Linked DNA regions of Triticum aestivum: region 1 is linked to region 2. The links are chromatin contacts, called in public Hi-C maps. All regions are on one chromosome and are shown on one strand. Each heading gives the region's core, a stretch centred on a gene start, on an enhancer-like site or on the middle of the called end of the contact. The rest is flanking DNA. Distances are from core to core; before and after follow the strand shown.

Region 1 (6,928 bases), core at 1,024-3,523, 340 kb after region 2:
AACAAAGCCATCAACCGACCAGGAATTACAACAGACAACCCAACTTACAACGGTCAGAACGATACAACGGGGAACACTGGAAAGCCTACTCACTACAGCCTCCACAAGCCGCAAATGAATTGCAGCTAGCAAGGCAAAGCACTCCACACCAGGATCATATGTAGCAGAAACAGAGCAGCACAGCAGGACATAGCCGACCTTCGAGGATGGACCATGCTCCAGGAACACCTAGAGAAGAAAGGAACCAACATCTTCCCTCTCAATCACCGAAGAGGGACCCTTCCCCCTCGCCATGGCTCGTAGGCGCCGTATCGTCGGGATTTCGAGAAGCTCACCCTAGAGTTGGAAGATTGTCGCCCTCGCATCGCAAGATGGACATAGGATGCCCACATCGATTTGGGATATATCTCGCCGGCTGCTCCGCCACAGTCCAAGCCCAACTGGTTGAGGACAAGCTTCAAGGAATCGGACGACGCAGAGGTGGTAGCTCAATCCCTCACCTGCATAACCTCCCGACTGAGCCCCGCACCCTCGACGACGCCTCCAGCAAGGTCACGACGCGCAAGGCGCCGCCGCCGCCAAATCCGCCGAGGATAAAAGTTTTCACCCGGGCAGGGGTATCGGGGTGGAGAGCAGGGGACCTCGGCTGCGCCCCCATGGAGGAAAGCAACGCCATTGGGCGTTGCCGCTGCCGGGCCGGCCAGACCGGCCAAGGTTTCCCCCGGTACCCTAGCTGACCACCAACACGCACCAATGCCGGAGCCAGACGCTAGCCCACACCGGAGGCGAGAGCGAGGCAGCAGGGGATATGGATTTCGCACCTCCAGATCTGACGAAGAGATCTTCTCGCCGCGCCGGATTCCACCAGCCACCCGCCGCCTGCGCGGCCAGGCACGCTGGCCAGCACCCCCTGCGAACGCCGCCCACCGTCTGATGGCGTCGCCTCTCCGGCAAGGGCCGCCGCCCCAGGAACCACGACCTCCAAGAGGGGAAGGAGCGCCGAGATCCCCGCCGCCACCTTCACCGGCGTTCGCACGGGCTTCCCGGCGGCCGTCTCTGGTAGCGGCGAGGGGGAGGAAGGGAGTGGAGGGGGGTGGCGGCGGCGGCAAAACTCTAGTCGCCCCCGAGTCGCCCAAGGGGACGATGCGAGGGCCGGGAGGGGAGAGGGGGAAACCTCACCCTGCGACTGTCCCTCGAGTTTTGTTTTTTAAGGTACCTTGATTGGTGCTAGTACATATCACATCATAAGGACGCCGCTTACAACCACCAGTCTAATCGACACAATCACACAACCAACACAAATGAGGACTTCAACTTCCATCTTCATCTTACCAAACATGGAGAAAGACTTCAGTCATGGTGTATCCTTGCTTTCCATGCAGCTTCGTCTTCTTTGATAAAGGGTGATGACAACGCATAGTGTCTTGGGCTTGGTGGTGCTCTCTGAGCACAGGGTCTCGATCTCCGTAGTGAAAAACCTAGGTTCGACCTTCGATGGCTGCACTCGGTCGTGCGGTGTTTCACATGTGGTGTCCTTGTTGAAAGAATTGCTTCGGAGTCTTCTCAGATGCTCTCCGGGGTGAACAATTTTTGAAAATATTGACCAATTTTTTTTATTCCAAACAATTTTCAAGGGCAAAACCAACTTTGAAATTATAAACATTTTTTTAAAAGATTTTGAATATTTTTGAAACTTGTAAATTTTTTATAAAAAACACAGAAAAAAACAATAGAAAAAATTGAAAATCTGATGTCGGAATTTTGGGCATGGCAAGTCGAACATTTTTATGGAAAATTATGTTAACATAAGGATGACAAATTTACCACGCGTAAACGCGGTGAGTAATCTTCAAATCATTTTTTATGGGGATGGCAAATTTAGTTTGCAACCACGACAATTTTTTGAAGAAAAAATAAATTGAGCCGGTTTTCCATGCTTACCAACTAAACTTGACATCATCGACAAACGAAAATTGCCATAAAAACGTTTGAATTGCCATAGTAAAAAATGTAACGTCAGATTTGTAGTTGAGTCCTAGAAAATACTGGTTCAACAACCTTATGATAGGTTCCAAAATCAGGAAAACAAGCAAGGAAAGGTTCCTGAAACCTGGAGTCTGTACATTGTACCTACAGAAATGGGCCTGCTCAATATCTCGATTGCTCGTTCGTAGCCTGTGCGAAGTGTCGATAATCCGACGAAATAAGCGTGACATAGGATTCACCTCAACATTCCGCCAACATTTCCAGGAGCGTTATTTGACGCACCCTGCGTCAAACAGCGTCGTGACAAACAGACAACGCCGATAGCATTGAGGTGGGCCGGTCCAATACGGCGCTGAGCTTTGACACGAGTTTCGCTTTTCCCTTGCTCCTTTCCGCCGGTTACTTTTTAAACCAACTGTTAGATATTGTACATATAAAGTAAGATTTCTAAGATAACAAATTTTAAGAAATTTTACAGACCGTTTGTAAACTTTAGAAAATGATCTTAAAATAAAATATGTTCATATTTTAAGAAAAGTTCTCAAATCTAAAAATATAGAATTAAACAAAGTTACCATTTAAAAAAATAAAATGAAAATTCAGTAAATGTTCCAGAATCCAAAACATATTGTAGAATTTCAAGAAATTCTTTCGAAATTAAATAAAACAAATTGCAAACCAAAAATGGTTCAGAATTTAAAATTATTCTATAAAACAATATTATTGAATAAGAAAACATTATAAATTTAGGAAATGGTCTCAAGAACTAAAAATTACCCCAAATACAAAAAAAAATCTTGAAATCAATAAAAGTTCTGAAAAATTGGTTCATTTATAAATTATGCACTCAAATTGAAATAAGATATTGAATTCACAAAAAGTTCCTGAATAAAAAATACGAACATCTTTGTTTTGGAAATGTGAAAGTTTTTTGAAAAATTGATTATTTTTGAAAAAAACAAATTGCGAACATTTCCTGACAAATGTAATCGTTTAGTAAAGTTTTGGAACATTTTTAAGACACTAATAGTTTTTCATATGTCAAAACATTTTTTGAAATTTGATTTTTGCAAACATTTCTTGAAAATTGAAACCCTTTTTAGTAGTATATGATTTCATTCTCTGAAAACCTGAACAGTTTTAAATTCCTTTTTTTCAAAATCTGATCTTTATCCAAAATTCTGAATAATCTTTCTAATATTTATTATTTTAATAAATTAAAATAAAAATAAATGAAAACCCGAAATATACCTCTGACAAAAAGAAAAGTTAATAAAATAAAAATAATATATAACTGTAAAAACCAGTAAAAAAGGAGAGAAGAGTTCTAATGCCAATTTCCTAAGTTTGAGATCTATGTTTTAAGACTTTACGGGACATTTAAACGCAGAGAGCATCAAATAGGAAAACACCCGGTTTGCCGATCTCAGCGTCAAACAGTGCTTTGACGCCACGGATCGAGTGCAAAAGGGCTGGCCCATTCTAGCGAGCTGGTTATTTTGTTTTTTTTTTTCTGACGTTTTTTACCATCTTTCTCAAAAATCAAAAACATATTTATCTCGCAAGGTGAACAAATTTAGAACTCTGTTATTTAAAAACTGAATATTTTGAAATTCTGAACATCTTTAGAAAGTCAATTTTTAAATAAGGTGTGTATTTTGTAAATTTTGATCTGTTAAGAAAGCATGAAACATTTTCATGAACCCAAACATTTCTGAAACCAAAAACTTGTTTTAAAATTTCTTATTATTTTTTGAAAACACAAACAGTATGTAAATTGTGAAAAAAAAATTATTTTATTTTATAAAAAACCTGAACAATAGAGAATGAAAACAAAAAGTAAAACTGGTATAGAAAAACAACAAAAAAGGAGGAGGACACAATATGTTCAAGCATCTGTACTATTAAAGGGAAGTATGTATCTCGCTCCTTTAGTCCCTTGCAGTCATTTATGCGAAAATAATGTGGAAAGAGAGCCCCGAATCTTTTTAAAAACTGAGCTATTATGTAATTATGTAGCACATTTTTTAATTAGGCATGTGGTTAATCTGGTTTGTTTAAATAGAGATTTATCACCCGAATCAATTTGAAAACTGAGCCACTAATGCAATTAATTAGCTAGACAATTAATTAAGTCTGTTTACATAGAGATTTTTATCAAGAGGCCTAATGGTAAAAAAAGTTGTTGCATGGCTTGCCGGCCCTATAATCCCTGAGGGAGTAACTTCGCCGATTGTTGTTTTTTCTTCGCATGCCCAAGGGATGTCAACTGATTTCTCTACTGTAACGAAATTAAGCTTTCCATCTAAATAATCAACAAATCAAGCAGCAACAAAGGGTTTCGATGCTAAAGCTTTTACACTGTCACCCCATCTGCCTCTACTCAATGGTAGCCACCGACAACCAAAGCTTGCCGACAACGCTGCGTTGATTGCTCATCGCCACGGGTACAAAGGTGACTCCCCCACAATGACTATGCATGAAGTCTAAGTTGCCTACACCGGTGGCCGCGCTAGGTTGCACGATCTCCCTTATTATCCAGCAATGAGCAGGCGACATGACATGCTAGCGTCCTCATCCGTTGTCGGTGCGCGACAAAGTCCAAGGAAACCTAGGTGGTTGGTTGGATGAAGGCCATTGAGGATTAGATCTTAAACCCTACCTCACCTCTCATCTTGCCACCCTTCTCCGGACAGGAGCTAGTAGCCACCAACCTTGTCACAGTACTATTGCCGCCACTGTGCCGAGGACAATTGGTCACACACCACCCATGGCGGATCCATGAATTCAAATTACCAGGGGTGGAAAATTAACTTAAGAAATGTGAAGCACGTGCTCTCTGAAAAATCAACATTAACTTACAAAATTCAAAGCTATATGCACTAAAAATCAGCTAATGATCCAAAGTAGTTCATGATTCTGAACAACTAGATAACGTAACCTCTAAAAACCTCAAAATACAACATAAATGTCATGGAAGACTACTAACATGGACTCCCAAGTCTGATTTGTACCTACCACCACTAGAAACAGGTTCCGGCAAAGAGCTCAGTTAGGCCAGCATTGGGAAGCTGCCACATGGCCAGCTATGCCATCCGCCAGCAGACGGCATAGCTGACCAAATAGGCAGCCAGTGTTCCCAGTGCCTACAGGAAGCTGCCACGTGTACTCTTTGTCGTCTGCTAGCGGACGACAAAGAGGCTATATATCCCCTTTTTACATTTATATCCATTTAATTTCACTGGAATTCACACACAGATATACATATTTTTTTCACAGGACAGCAAACATATGATCTATGCAACACATAGCTCCATCCATGACAACATATATACATACATAAGAAACATAGTATCATCCATACATCTTACACTACTATCACAATGTTCATCCAACACATTGTTCCATGCATCCATATAACAAGTTCCACATTATTCTTCGATAAAAACAAAAAGAAGAACAGAGAAACAAGCACTCCATCCATGCAAGCTTCCATATAGTGAATTAAATATGCAAAATGGGAAACAAGAAAGTTAGAAGAAGAAGTGGAAGAAAACTAGAAGAAGAAGAAGAAGAAGGAGAAGAAGGAGAAGAAGACTAGAAGAAGGAGAAGAAGACTAGAAGAAGAAGAAGAAGAAGTTCTTTTCTTCCCCTTCCTTGATTTTCTTCATCTTATTATGTCATTTGTGGACTAAATAAGCTAAATTATGTCATAAATGGACTAAATAGGCTAAATAAGAAGAAAAATACCATTTTTGAGCTAACGTAGCAAATTATGCCATTTTTGACCTAACTAAGCTTATTGTGTCATTTTAGAGGACAACAAGCTAAGTATATGACATTTATGAGGTTAGCAAGGTTATGATGCCATTTACGAATAAAAACAAGTAAGAGGAGGAAAAGAAGAAGAAGAAAATAAGAAGAAGAAGAAGAACTTCTTCTTTTCTTCCTATTCCTTCTTTCCTTCCTCTTCCTTGATTTTCTTCATCTTATTATGTCATGTGTGGACTAAATAGGCTAAATTATGTCATAAATGGACTAAATAGGCTAAATAAGAAGAAAAATGCCATTTTTGAGCTAATGTAGCAAATTATGCCATTTTTGACCTAACTAAGCTTATTGTGTCATTTTAGAGGATAACAAGCTAAGTATATGAAATTTATGAGGTTAGCAAGGTTATGATGCCATTTACGAATAAAAACAAGTAAGAGGAGGAAAAGAAGAAGAAGAAGAAAAGAAGAAGAACTTCTTCTTCTTCTTCTTTTCTTTCTATTCCTTCCTTCCTTCCTCTTCCTTGATTTTCTTCATCTTATTATGTCATTTGTGGACTAAATAAGCTAAATTATATCATAAATGGACTAAACAGGCTAAATAAGAAGAAAAATACCGTTATCACGGAGGTGTAGGAATGGTCGGGGCTTCGCCATTGTTGGCAGACGGAGGTGACGGTCGGGGTTCCAGCATTGGCAGACGCGGAAGGATTGGTCGATGCTTGTCGGGAGCCATGCTGAACCAAAGATCATTTCCAATAATGTCTCGTTAGCATGATGCAAACTGAAATGTGAATAGTAGTAACTAAGGACCATTCAAATCAAACTCATCGTGCCCGCCAGAGCAATCTGGGGCATTGGCGGAGGGGCCTGACCGTTTTTCTCGCACATGGTCTACACATTTGGTTCTCACGAGTCAGTCATATTAGTTAGTAATGCGAACATTACGTGCATGATTGGGCTAATATGCACAAGGAACGTACCACGATGAGCTTGTATAGGGCCCGGTGAGACGCATCATTCCGGTTCCTCTCCTCCTCCATCAGCTTAGTCGTCCCCTCCTCCCTCTCGATCTCCCTCTCCGCCGCCTCCCTTTTTGCCTCCTCCAAAAGTGCATGGGTCTTCAATCTCTCTTTCTCAATCGCTGCCTACAACACAGCACTCCTCGTTAG
Region 2 (6,973 bases), core at 1,002-3,501:
GCTCTCCTTTGCAGCTGCACTCCATTTTAAGTGTCTCTCCGCCTTCGTTGAGTTCAACAAAACAAATTCTGCAGACTGCCTCTTCTTCAGGAATATCTTCACCTCCATCTTCAGGACCTGACAAGGACGACTGGAATGAACAAATGCTGCTTCCGGAAGGAAACGGTTTGGTCTAAGAAAATACCAGAGTAAAGATTTAAAGAGAGTAGATACCGTCAGCTGTTTCTTCAATGACATCAGTTGGTACAACTGTATCAGCTGGAACAGGTCGCGGAGTTGCTGGAATCACACGGATGACACCCAGTGAATCTGCTCTCCTCAAACTCCTGTTTTTACGATTTCCTGGTACTGAAAGTGATCGCCTAATTTGTGCTTGAACTTCTTGTTTCTGACAACATCATAAAACATACATTTTAAAAAATAGGACCTTTGCAAAATTGCAATTTGCTTAAGACAGTGCAAGACCTCATTTCCAACTGGCCTGTGTAAAAGGTATATAATCTCGCATTTATCTGGATACAGCAGAAAATATGTATGTACTTACAGATGTAGTTGGGTGGTCGACTATCTGAATTCCCGGAGAAGCTTTATCAGAGGTTCCAACAGGTGTGACTGGCAAAGAATAGGTACGTTTTGCCGATAATGAGTTAATGACCTTTCTGAAAGAGAAAGATCCTGGTTGAGTTGGATTATCCAGCGACCCTTCCGACGCCGTCCCAGGAAGTAGGAGGATTGTCCGGTCACCTTCCTGTGCTGAATTCCTTAACCTGAAACTCTGCTGCTTGATAGATGACTTTGGTCTAGCTGAGTTAGGCCTTGGTGGCAGTCCGGCTCTTGTCGAACTGGGGCTGGCGGATATATTAATCCTCGTTGAAGTAGGTATATGGTTATCCAAGGTCCTTGTTGGTATTTGCAAAGAAAGGTTTGGCCGTCGCGAATTCTGCCCCTGTGCACTTTGGGCAGTGTCATCCTGGTCTTGTGCCTACATGGTCAAGCAAAGAACGAAATTAAATTGAGCTTGTAAAACTAATGGAATAGAAAGAAGAGCAAGACATCGAAAGATGTGAGAGACGCATCACGATTCTTGAGCCGATACACTTAACATCAAGCTCAGGGCACTCATCTTATAGGTTGTAAACACATGGGCTAGCAACATCAGATGTTCTCTTTCAGTGATCTTCCACACAGTCTAGAACTCCAAATTCAGTAACTCAGACACTGATAAGAAACACGAATCTGAGGAGTGTGACAACACCTTCACCATGACCCATGAGTCTACAGAGGAGCATGGCTTAAAATAAAACACCTACCCGAATGATCATACCATTTGTAATGCTAATAACTGAAAGCTGGTCCTCTGTTCCTAAGGCAACAATGTATCCAGCTGTTTTTTTTTTCTTTTCTTTTTGTGATGAACAATTTATCCACAGCTAACTATGCAGAACAATCGCACTAGTAGCCACATGGACACAAATCGAGCAAGCCGTTTCAGTGTCGCAAATTCTTGAGAAACTGTCAGGAAACCTGATAACAGACGCTAGCTACTGCTATAGTTGTAGGTCATGTGAGGACAGTGACAGACGGGCATGGAAACCATGGTAGGCACACACAGGGCCCGTCTACCACAATTGAGGAAAGCCGCTTTGGTTAAAGGAAAATATCAAGAAACAGATCGATCCTCCACTAGCAATTGAACTCGCCACGACAGAAAAAAGGGAAATCAAAGGAGCGCCGAAAGATCCGCGATTCACCGCCGAAGCTCGCATCTCCCGCTGAAGCAGGAGCAGGCGAAATTAAGCGAACACCGAATTATCCGCAGAGTTTAACGGGAAACAGAGCCGAGCAATCAGGACTCGTAGATGGTAAACGAACGGCAGCACAGGCACGAGCAGTCAGCAGAGCGCCGCAGAATTCACGCAGAGAAAGCAACGGAGGTAGTGGCGGCCGGGGTGTAGAAGAGCGGGGGTGGTCGGGATCTCACCGCGCGGTCGCCGGAGCGTGGCGGCGGCGGCCCGTCGGCGCGGTCCATGGGCGCCGTCGCGGACAATTCGATGCGGTGCCTTTGGCGCAGAGCGAGACGGGGGCGATAGAGAGTGAGGGACGAATCGTGGGGAAGGAAAGAAGGAAGGAGGTGTGGCGTTGTCGTTGGGAAGCAGCTGCACTGCTGCTGCGGAGGCTCGGGTAGGCAGGGGAAGTCCGGCGGAAGCAGAGCTTTGCGGGTGGGACTGGGCGGCCCCTTTTTCCTGTTTCGCCCTCGGGTTTCCTACTTATCGAAGAAAACTAGAGCCACCACACACCCACCTCTCGCTCTCGACTCTCGGCAGGCAAACTTGTCTCAGAAAACAGAAAAAGTCTCAGCAGTCAGCAACCAAACTACTCCTAAGCGGCAATCTTTCTTTAAAGAAGCAATATACTGCTCAATAAAGTACACGGAAGAGTACATGACACTGTTCAGAACGTGCTCATAAGTACAGTCGCGGGTTGTACGTATTCCTTCATTCTGAAGCAAGCAACCTATAATGCAATGTATTGTAGTCGAGCTGCATGGTCTGGATCCTCAGTTGGTAAGCAGAGAGAGTAGTACTGCTAGTATTGTTGTCCACTCAAGGTTGGGTTCGTAGACTATAGCGCAGCCGTCAAATCTCGGAGCCACGCCAGTGGATTGTGCAACGATAATTCAAAAGAAAAAGTGGGTCGTACAGTGGCTGAAATGCCTTTGGTCGAAAATGACCCGCGGTCTGTAGCCTGTTCCCGTGGCCGTGGGAAAGAGGCGCGAGGTGTGTGAGCCGAGAAAAGCGGCCGCCTCTCCGCATCCGCTGCCACGGGCGCCGGAGAAATCCTTGGACCGCTGCCTGCGAGACTACTACCTGTGCGTGCGCCGCTGCCACGGAAGCGAACGGCCCGCGAGCGGCGGATCGCAATCGCATGGCGGGGGTTGGGCTCGGACGCTCGCGTTGGCCGCGCCGCGCCGCGCCGCCGTTCTTGAACGGCGGCGTCCGAGCGACCATAATCTAGTGACCGGAGTAGTACTGTACAAACAAACTGCCACTCCCTCCAAGAAACAGACTGCCTTTCTCTGTCCGCCGTGCGATCGAACTGGCCAAAACAGTGGCCTCTTACTTTGATCTTTTCTTCCCGGGACGACGGACGGATCGGCTTTGGATCGCGCTTTACGCGACAGTGGCCGCTTACTCGGACAGCAGGCGCTCCCCCGTCTAGTCTAGCTTAATCAGCCGCTTATTCGGCAAGGTTTAGAGATAAGTTTATTGCCAGCCGCCCATTGTGGAGCCTGACGAGCACCGCCGCTTTGAATAGTGACGCGGACACACTGCAGTGACATGGACAACCGGGCATATGCGTATACCGACACGCATGAAGGAGTGCGCTTTTTCTCGTTTGGGAGCGTATCATTGACAGTGACAACTGATTAACACGAAATCTATGGATCACTAGCTAGGTGAGTCGATCGGGTCATCAGCGTTTTCTGGAACACCGTGACGTCTGGGCAATTACCTTGGTTGCATCGGTGGTCGTTTCCATGCGGAACCATCCAACTGAAACTACGGTTTATATTTTACTTTTCGTTATAGAAAATTTATACAATAAATACTAATAAGAAGTTAATAAAAGGGTTTAAGCTTCATGCATTTGCTCATGGAGTCGTTGGTTACAAATGTTATGCATGTGTTTGATTGGTGTGCTTACAATTTCTCAATGCGTGATGTAACTTGAAAAGGTTAAATAAAAAATAATACGTATGATATAGATTGAAATTGAGGGAGCGTAATATTGTATAAAACCACTTGAGTATGAAATGGAGCGTAATAAAAAACAATTCCATGGAGCATAATATTGTATGAAATTGAGGGAGTGTAATATTGAGGGAGCGTGATGTAACTTGAGTATAATATGATTATATAAAATGTTTTCGAAGATGCGTCAAATTGGTTTTGTCCTTTAAAGTTGTGATTTATTATCTCAATTAAGCACTAAAAATACTATCATATGCTAACTCAATAAAATATATGAATAAATATAAATTAATGAAACCCGAATGTATCCTGGGCCAGTTGTAGCCTCTGCTATCAAGAGTAGTGAGTTTATAATCAAAAAAAATCTTCTGGTATTTAAATTTAACCGTGTTAATATGAATGGAATAACAAAATCATTTCACTGGAATATCAACGAAATAGGAAATGCATTTATTGAGTGATAAATAAATAAGTTATTTTTATTAATGTCGTTATTTATGATATCTTGGTATTTTCAATCTCAAAATTTATACACCCTCCATCCCAAAATAAGTGTCTCAATTTTGTACTAACCTTAATACAAAGTTGTACTAAAGTCGAGACACTTATTTTGGAACGAAGGGAGTACAATATATTAGTCCATGACTAAATAACATCCAGTAGAAATGAAGACATGTTGTATTATAATCTTCAACAAGAACATCCGACGATAATATTTTCTACCTTATGTTGTACATGAACAAACTACATGAAAAAATAAAATATATATTTGTTCATAATAAAATTAAATGGCAGCACACGATGCACCGAAAACCACGGTGATAGATGTGTTTTCTAATAATAGTTAAATGACTCGTTGTTAAAAAAATAAAAATTGCAATGCAAACTGATATTTCGTACAACAAATGTCCTCAAGAGCATAACGAACCAATCACATATTGTAATAAGATACAGTCGGAACGAAATATTATACTAAATAAACAAACATGACAATCAACAATAAGGAGACAACATTGTGAAATAATTACAATGGCTTGATATACCAATTACACAATGGATACCATTGAAGGTGGAGATCTGGACGAAGATAATGCATCATATGTTTCCTTGGTGTTGACAATACATACACAAGTTCTCTCGGTGGAGATGGTGGAATCAAAAAATCTAGCCCCTACGGGTGAAGGAGTGCCTTTTCTGTATTGCCGCCATGATAAAATCTATCGAATTTTTGATTAAGATTGCAGGGCAAGACATACACATGGTAGAAAGGGCGTCCAAGAGGGGCCACTAGGTGCTCGAGTAGCGCACCCCATGGCTAGGCGATCCATGAGTATTGTGCTTGCACTTTGAGCTTTAGCCCGAGGTTCCAGTCTATCTGCCAGGTTCAGTTCATCGTGAAAGTTCAACATTATTTTCCCATATGAAAAGGAAAGTGGAGATGGAGAATGATTTGTGGTACACTGTCTTATGCAACAGGGTGGTGACACGCAACTTCAGATGTGTTACTCCAGCCTCCACCATATTATGACCATATGAGACTAGAAGTTGCACAACTATCATACGATTCAATATGTTTGTTGAGATTTTCTAGTTTTTTTTAGATTCTCCAGGGTTAACTCGGTTCCATTTCATATATTAAGTCATAAGAATGACCACAGTTCTCCAATAGTTCAATTAAGGGAATAAAAATGTAGCACTCGCATAAAGTACTATTTATGTGCCTTTGAGCTCATCTATATCTATCTATACCACGCGGTCACCCCTCAAAAAACGCATTCCACATCCGAATACCTCAAAACCATATTACTACATGCAACGTGAAACATAATCTAAGCGGAGCTCGTCCGGTTCCGCTCCCCGCTCGCCCGGCTCCGGCCTGGCCATGTCTGGCGGCCGGTTGCGCTTCTCAGAGTGTTGGTCCAGTCGCCGACAAGGTAGGGTAGGGCATGGGACACGAGCCGGCTCACGTGACTCAAGGCGTCGTCGTCTCCCATGCCCTACTCTTCCTCGTCGTAGCCCGAAACCCGAACGGTGCCGGTGGACGTCAGATCGATGAGGGATCCGTCCGGGGACGAGCCACCGACGTTCACCACGATGCGGTTGCGGCGCCCGGACTGATGCGCCATACGGGGCACCGAAGAATGCAACTCTGCCTCGCCGATGTTCGCCGCCGTGAGGGCTGCCACCGCATCCCGCGCCTGATGCCTTGCACGGCGGGCACGCCGTGCCATGGCCTCGTGGGACGATGGTGCGTCCCGAATATCGGCCCGCTGTCGGTGTCAAAACCAGCAGATCTCGGGTAGGGGGTCCCAAGCTGTGTGTCCTAGGATCGATGGGTAACATGAGACGAGAGACACGGTGTTTACCCAGGTTCGGGCCCTCTCTAAGAAGTAGAACCCTACTCCTGCTCGATTATATTCGATGTGTATGATTACAGAGTTTATCTACCTCGAGATCATATTTTGTGGTCTAAAACCTAAGGGTATGATGAATAATGTCATAATCATCTATCGACTAGCCAGGCCCTGGCTTATATAATGTACCAGAAGCCTAGGATAACAAGAGTCCTAGTCGAATACGTTGGTGGAGAGGAGTCCTTGTCTTGATCACCAAGTCTTGTGAAACCTTCCTCGTGTATGCATCGGCTGTCCGAACTGGCCCATGAGTGAACGGCCATGGGGGTCCTCGGCCCAATCCCACTGATCGGGAGACGACGTGGTGAGTACCCCTTTGTCCAGGACACCGTTAGTAGCACCCTGAACCGGTCTTCAAGTTGGAGACGCTCCTCAATTCTTCCGAACTATTCTTCATCTTCTGTCGTCGGTCTTGAAAACTGATTCAACAAATCTTCTCATCTTCGATCTTGAGGATCGCCAAAGTGAATCCGAAGAACTTACACGTCGGGTATCCGAGGAGCCCATTTAAGTTATCGGCCTTTATCAATGCCTTGTTATTTTTTACGCCACACCTTGGGTTCGAAGTGTTTCTCGTGCGGCAGTGTCCTCTTGCAGCCGAGAACCAACGCCGAACTGCATTCGAGGTATCTTTTGCAGCCGAGAACCAACGCTGGACCGCTTCCGAGATCCAACGCTGGAATGTATCCGAGCTCCAACGCCGGAGTGTATCTGATGTGTCATAGATTACCTCGGTCTTGAAAAAGTTAAAAGGGTTCAAACGAGCTTAATGCCGGAGATGCCCTCTATGGAGCCAGCCACTTGCAA

What was found. A called contact is a pair of places that touch in the nucleus more often than the background predicts.
Region 1: a Hi-C map of an unstated tissue shows a contact between it and region 2, with 9 times the contacts expected there. The contact joins the enhancer-like site here to the promoter of LOC123159772 in region 2. A contact is called at or near these places in 3 of 5 Hi-C or Micro-C datasets (leaf and an unstated tissue).

The regions. Positions count from the first base shown.
Region 1 is chr7B:632,064,513-632,071,440 of IWGSC CS RefSeq v2.1, forward strand. No RefSeq gene overlaps it. Among protein-coding and RNA genes, the nearest start is that of LOC123159772, 350 kb to the left of the region's middle. Within about 2 kb of position 2,274, at least 2 of the 8 cell types and tissues checked have an H3K27ac peak or open chromatin away from gene starts, as enhancers often do.
Region 2 is chr7B:631,720,014-631,726,986 of IWGSC CS RefSeq v2.1, forward strand. It overlaps LOC123159772, which reads right to left and starts at 2,252. Exons shown (of 9, transcript XR_006479867.1): 1 at 1,982-2,252; 2 at 545-982; 3 at 214-388; 4 at 1-117.